Linked DNA regions of Mus musculus: region 1 is linked to region 2. A link is a contact called in public HiChIP or PLAC-seq data. All regions are on one chromosome and are shown on one strand. Each heading gives the region's core, a stretch centred on a gene start, on an enhancer-like site or on the middle of the called end of the contact. The rest is flanking DNA. Distances are from core to core; before and after follow the strand shown. Region 1 has its middle 31 kb from the start of Mir6380. Region 2 overlaps Ppp3ca (protein phosphatase 3, catalytic subunit, alpha isoform).

Region 1 (2,700 bases), core at 33-2,532, 1.1 Mb before region 2:
GTATGAATGCACAGAACTCAGAAGGCAGATGCAGGACAACCAGGAGTTCAAGGCCAGACTGGGCTTCAGGGAACCAATATGTTTCAAAATAAATAAGTGAACAAATAAATACTCGTTCAGTTTGTTGATGTGGTGGTTTGTAACAGGAGCTCAGAGTTCAGAGATAGCTAATGGCTTCCTGTTTCCTTAATCAAACATTACCAAGTTACATTTCTGGTGTGTGTGTATGTGTAACTGTGTGTTTATGCATGTGTGTATGTGTGTGTATATGTTTGTGTGTATGTGTGTAACTGTGTGTTTATGCATGTTTGTATGTGTGTGTATATGTTTGTGTGTGTATGTGTAACTGTGTGTTTATGCATGTGTGTATGTGTGTGTATATGTTTGTGTGTGTCTGTGTGTGTCTGTGTGTGTGATGTGTATGACTGTGTGTCTATGTATGTGTGTGTGTACACGTGTGTGTATGTTTCTGGTTGTGTTGGGATGTGAGTGAATGTTGTCTCCTGTGAACCACAGTGCTTCATTGGCAGGTGGAGGTCTGCAGAACGCGTCTTCTTCCTCTCACCTGCTGAAGTAAGGCAGCGTGTACAAAATATTTCTCCTCTCCAGATCTGCCTGCTGTCGAGTCAGAATCATTTATTATTTATTCCTCAGCACGATAGAGCTTAACTGCTTATTTTCGGCATGATTCGTGAAATAGACACAGGAAGTAGAAAGGCGGGAGCTGTAACTGCCTCCTGTTTGTTGTTTTGTTGTTGAGCAAGGCTGTTGGAGACTCTGGTCCACGCCTTGTCTTAAGTCTGTGGAGTGGATCTAACACAGGGCCTCATTTGCAGTGTCAGCCAGGCTGTCGCCATGAGAAGCTGGCTCACGGAGGGCAGTCTAAATCTCTCTCCTCTGCTGCAGTCTGCTTTCTTTGTGAAGACTGCTAAGAACATTCCAGAACTCTCTCCAAATATTGAAGTCCTTATCACTTCCTAAACTGGATGTTTGTTCAGGTCTGCCACAAAGCAGTACCAGTACTCTCTCATCAGCAGCTTTCTGTGACCGTGACCGTGCTGGGAAACTCTCCATACCCTGGGAAGAGAAGGAGGACAAGTATGGAAGTCCCATTAGTTATCTATTCGGAGGCTCCTGGCTTTGTTTTCTTAAAGGAAACAACTCGACTGAGTACCACGAGAGGGCGCCAGTGGGCTATGTTAGCGCTGGCGAGGCACTGCACTCCGGCATCCTCCCCACTCCCATTCCTTCCCACACTGCGGGGGGCAAAAACAACCCGGGGGCGCTGACGTCAGCTAGCCGGAGGCGCCTGCCTCTGTACCCATAGGTATAGTTAATCCCCCAGGAGTGAGGCCGGTGCTTTCTCTGGCAGCCCAATTTTCAGCTTAAATCATTGCCCTAATCTTATTTTAATGTGCATTGGGGCCCTGGCGGCTAGAGTGGGTGGCAGGGGAACAGCATTTAACATCCTTTGGAGTTTGGATTGTGCCGGACACTTCTTAAGCACTTGGGTGGGACAGAGAGACTTAATCTTGCAGCTGCAATCGACCTCAGTAGCCTTTGCCTTATTTGGCAAATTTAATTGGCAACGTTAATTTTGGGGGTTGGGGCTGGGGTAGAAGAGAAGGAAAGGAACACATGTGAAATACTAATATGCGCTGTATGCTTCACAGCGACTGTACGAAGTTGTTAAAAATGCTCAGTTTAGCAGAGACATTGAGAGAGATCAGAGCCTTCAGTCAGACAGCTTGCAATTGGCCCGTGGAGCCCTCCATTGGCCAGTCCCAGAACCACAGTCTGGGATCTGCTACCTGTGCGGCTTGCCTCTCTCTTGGGAGGCAGAGGCAGGCCAATTTCTGAGTTCTAGGTCAGCCTGGTCTACAGAGTGAGTTCCAGGACAGCCAGGGCTATAAGGAAAAACCCTGTCTCGAAAAACCAAAACCAACCAACCAAAACAAAAAACACACCCCCCAAACAAACAAACAAACAAAAACATCCCATCATCAACAACAACAAATCAAAACCAAAACAAAAAAAAAAGTTTTACAGGAAACTTGGCAAGAATGGAACAAAACCCACATTCCAAGGGGAACTAGCCCTTTTCAGGACAGTAGAATAAAGTCTAAATTTAACCACTCAGATGTGAGTTAACCAGCAGTTGTCTACAATGTATCTTGCCTGACTCAGAGGGTCCAATGTGCTTACAACAAAGTAGCAGAAAAGCACTGGCTAGCCGAAGGGCGGGCGTTGTTTGATTGGTGTGACATCCACCGGCTGTATTTACATCAAGTAAATGAAGAGAAGAGAGCAGTTTATCTGATGACATGGCTCGTCATCACATTGCAGGCACCAAAAAGGGGTATAGTGACCCGGGACATGGGGTGTGAGGGGAGTGACACAGTGCCCAGGGCAGTGTCTATAAATGGTGAGTCAGAATTCAATGATGCTTTCAGAACGGCGATGGGCCCACTGCCTGCATCCCAGACTTCTTCAGCTTAAGCCCACATCCCAGATAAGTAAATGAAGTCCGTGCACTAAAAGCATAAACCAAGAAATCAAACTGTAGGCACTTCACAGACCAAAGCACCTCATGAAGGTGCCATGACTCCGAAGTCGGACAGAGAGCCATTAATGTCCTATGGGGCATTAATACATGTTTTTTTTTCCTTCAGGCTTTCTTTTGCTGTTTTGACAGGAGCT
Region 2 (2,700 bases), core at 170-2,669:
AACTCACTTTGTAGACCAGGCTGGCCTCGAACTCATTAATCCGCCTGCCTCTGCCTCCCATAGTACTAGAATTAAAGGCGTGTGCCACCACGCCCAACTCACTTGATATTTTCACTTGAGCCACACACACATACACACGCACACGCACACACACACAAATGGAAAACCTAACACTAACTTTCAACCCATTCCTATTACTGAAAACCTCCATGCCTTGAAACCACACCTTTAGCAACGTTGACTAGTCCCTCCTTCCATAAGAAGTGCTGCACATGGCACAATGGACCTTATTTGCACTTTTCCAAAGCCTGGCTAGAAACCGCTGGTTCTTGATTCTTGTTCTCAAGTTTAACAGCTCCATTTATGAAGGCAAAACCCGAGTCCATTAAATAGCTATTGCCTCTATGTAAGATCCTGAAACTAGCCTTAAAACATAAAGATGCAGTGCTAAGAACACAGTACTCAAGCCCCATGAATTCCTTCAAGCACAGGGCTGTATTCTCTTGCTTTCTGGCATGACTATTCCAGAAGTGATCTCTTCAGTTTGCCTACAGATTCACCATATCTGTGTCTCTAACATGTTTTGTCTCCTGGAGACTTTATTTCTTCTATGCAAGGACATCATTTGACAGGAACTCCTAAGGCTTGAAGAAAAATAAAACAAGGGAAATAATTAAATTGGTTAGTTCACTGGACATGCCTTTAACTCCAATACTCAGGGGGGATAAACAGAGACGAAAGAGTTCAATTGACAGCCTTGGGTACATAAGAGCCATGCCTGAACAAACACACAAGTAAATGCGTAACAATAATAAATAAATAAGCAAATAAATAAATAAATAGGTGGACAACAAATGTAAATTTGAGCTCTGCTCCGTAATTGTGCCAAATCTTGCAAATCTTTGCAGTTGTGCCTTAGCACTCAAGGTGGACTTGTTCCCAGATCTTGAAGACACCAAGCTCTGCAGGCGTTCACCTTCTTTATATATAAAAAAAATGGGCTGGTGTTTCTATGTAACCTGTGCATATCCTTCCATACAGTCTGAGTCATCTGTAGATTATTTGAAAGGAATACAATGCAAACACTGAATCATTAAAGCTTATTGTTTAAAGAACAATTACAAAATGGGGGCCGGAAGGAGTGGGGGGACCCAAGCTTATACCTATGGCATGTTTGTGGCCCAAAATTCACACTGAAACCCAAGTGTTAAAATGATAGCAAAAGAGGTGTGACCTTAGGAAGATGAGCAGTTCATGAGGACAGAACCGTTGTGACTAGAATTAGTTTTCTTACATACACAGCCCACTGAGCTACCAAACCCATGCAATAGTCAGTTACAGTGAGACATCTCTATGTACAGGGGCCCTTCCCGATACCTCAACCATGCTGGCACAGTGATCACAGACTTCCTGCTTGCAGGGAGGCAGGCAAGCCATTTCTGTTGTGCCCAGATCACAGTTTAAGATGCCTGATTAGAGCAGATTAAGGCACACTGTAACTGGTTTTGCAGAACAGGAAACTGTGACTAAAGAAGGTTAAATAATTTCCTGAGAATGTGCAGTAAGTAGGAGTCAAAGTCACAGCCATGCCCTTTCTCCTCTGGGTATCTTGCCAGGTCTCTTTATCCACTGACATTTCCATGAGACAATCAATGTCACTCATTAGGCGTAACACTGGGCTTGGGGGAGTGAATTACACAACCATGAGAGTGTTCACTGGCCTTTTTGTACAGGAAAGGAACTATATCTCTTAGAATAACAATATCTTAAATTAAGACAAAAGTTTATCTTACACAGAGACTAGGTTAAAGTAAGTAACTACCTTTACCAGGGTAAGACCACAAAATCATTATCACATTTCCTTTTGCCTCATCACCTTATATTACCTGATCACTTTATATTCTCTAGGATGGGACTCTTATTAGTGTGGTCCAAATGATTTCCAGAGCCTCAGCCATCACCTCTATGTTCCATGAGCCAGAAAAGCAATCAGGAAAAGAAATATAGCACCTCTTCCTTATATGGATATATTCTATATGTAACCGTCAACACTCTCATCACCTTACACTAGATAGACTTCACCTCCAGGACTCAGCTGACTACACGGCAGACTTGGAAATGTGTGGTGCCTTCTGGCTGGCGGGAGTGGGGGGTAGGGAAGTGCTAGATCAAATTCAATTCTAGTATTATTATTCCAGAATAAAAGAATGGATACTTAAAGGTAATATCATAGATCTGCATAGGAATTTGCTTGTATTTCCTAATTTATTTCATAATATTTTCGATCTTTCAAACAAGTTTGAGGTAAATAGGATAGAGTCAAGGTAAATTTTTAGGAAGAATATATTACATTTTTCTCATTATAAGAAAAATCAAAATGGCTGATGCAATTTTCCATTTGGGAGCGTTGTTTCCAATGTGTATTATGAAGAACTAATGTTTACTAAATGAAATTAGCAGCCTTACTCCAGAGTCTGCTCACAGGAGACTCCATTACATGATCACTACGGTAAATTTCTACCAATGATAATGTACTTGAGTCTAACAGGTATTTGTTAGCCAAGCTTTGGGAAGATCAAGCGTAAATGTCAAAGTAGAGAACACAAGAAAAAAAAAAAAAAAAAAAAAAACAAAATTGTCAAGAAATTAGGCATGAATGCTGCTTCAGCTACCAAAGCAATCTGGACCTCTGTACATATG

What was found. HiChIP or PLAC-seq counts read pairs in DNA pulled down with a chosen protein or histone mark.
Region 1: a contact with region 2 is called in an HNF4G HiChIP or PLAC-seq map of pancreatic cancer cells. The contact joins two enhancer-like sites. A contact is called at or near these places in 1 of 484 Hi-C or Micro-C datasets (uterus), 1 of 115 datasets of contacts at active chromatin or transcription factors (pancreatic cancer cells) and 1 of 9 other capture datasets (embryonic stem cells).

The regions. Positions count from the first base shown.
Region 1 is chr3:137,751,598-137,754,297 of GRCm38.p6, reverse strand. No RefSeq gene overlaps it. Among named protein-coding and RNA genes, the nearest start is that of Mir6380, 31 kb to the left of the region's middle. Within about 2 kb of position 1,282, at least 96 of the 459 cell types and tissues checked have an H3K27ac peak or open chromatin away from gene starts, as enhancers often do. A contact at or near this core is called in pancreatic cancer cells and uterus, where this site is marked.
Region 2 is chr3:136,696,735-136,699,434 of GRCm38.p6, reverse strand. All of the region lies in intron 1 of Ppp3ca (protein phosphatase 3, catalytic subunit, alpha isoform), which reads right to left. Among named protein-coding and RNA genes, the nearest start is that of Ppp3ca, 28 kb to the right of the region's middle. Within about 2 kb of position 1,419, at least 71 of the 459 cell types and tissues checked have an H3K27ac peak or open chromatin away from gene starts, as enhancers often do. A contact at or near this core is called in pancreatic cancer cells and uterus, where this site is marked.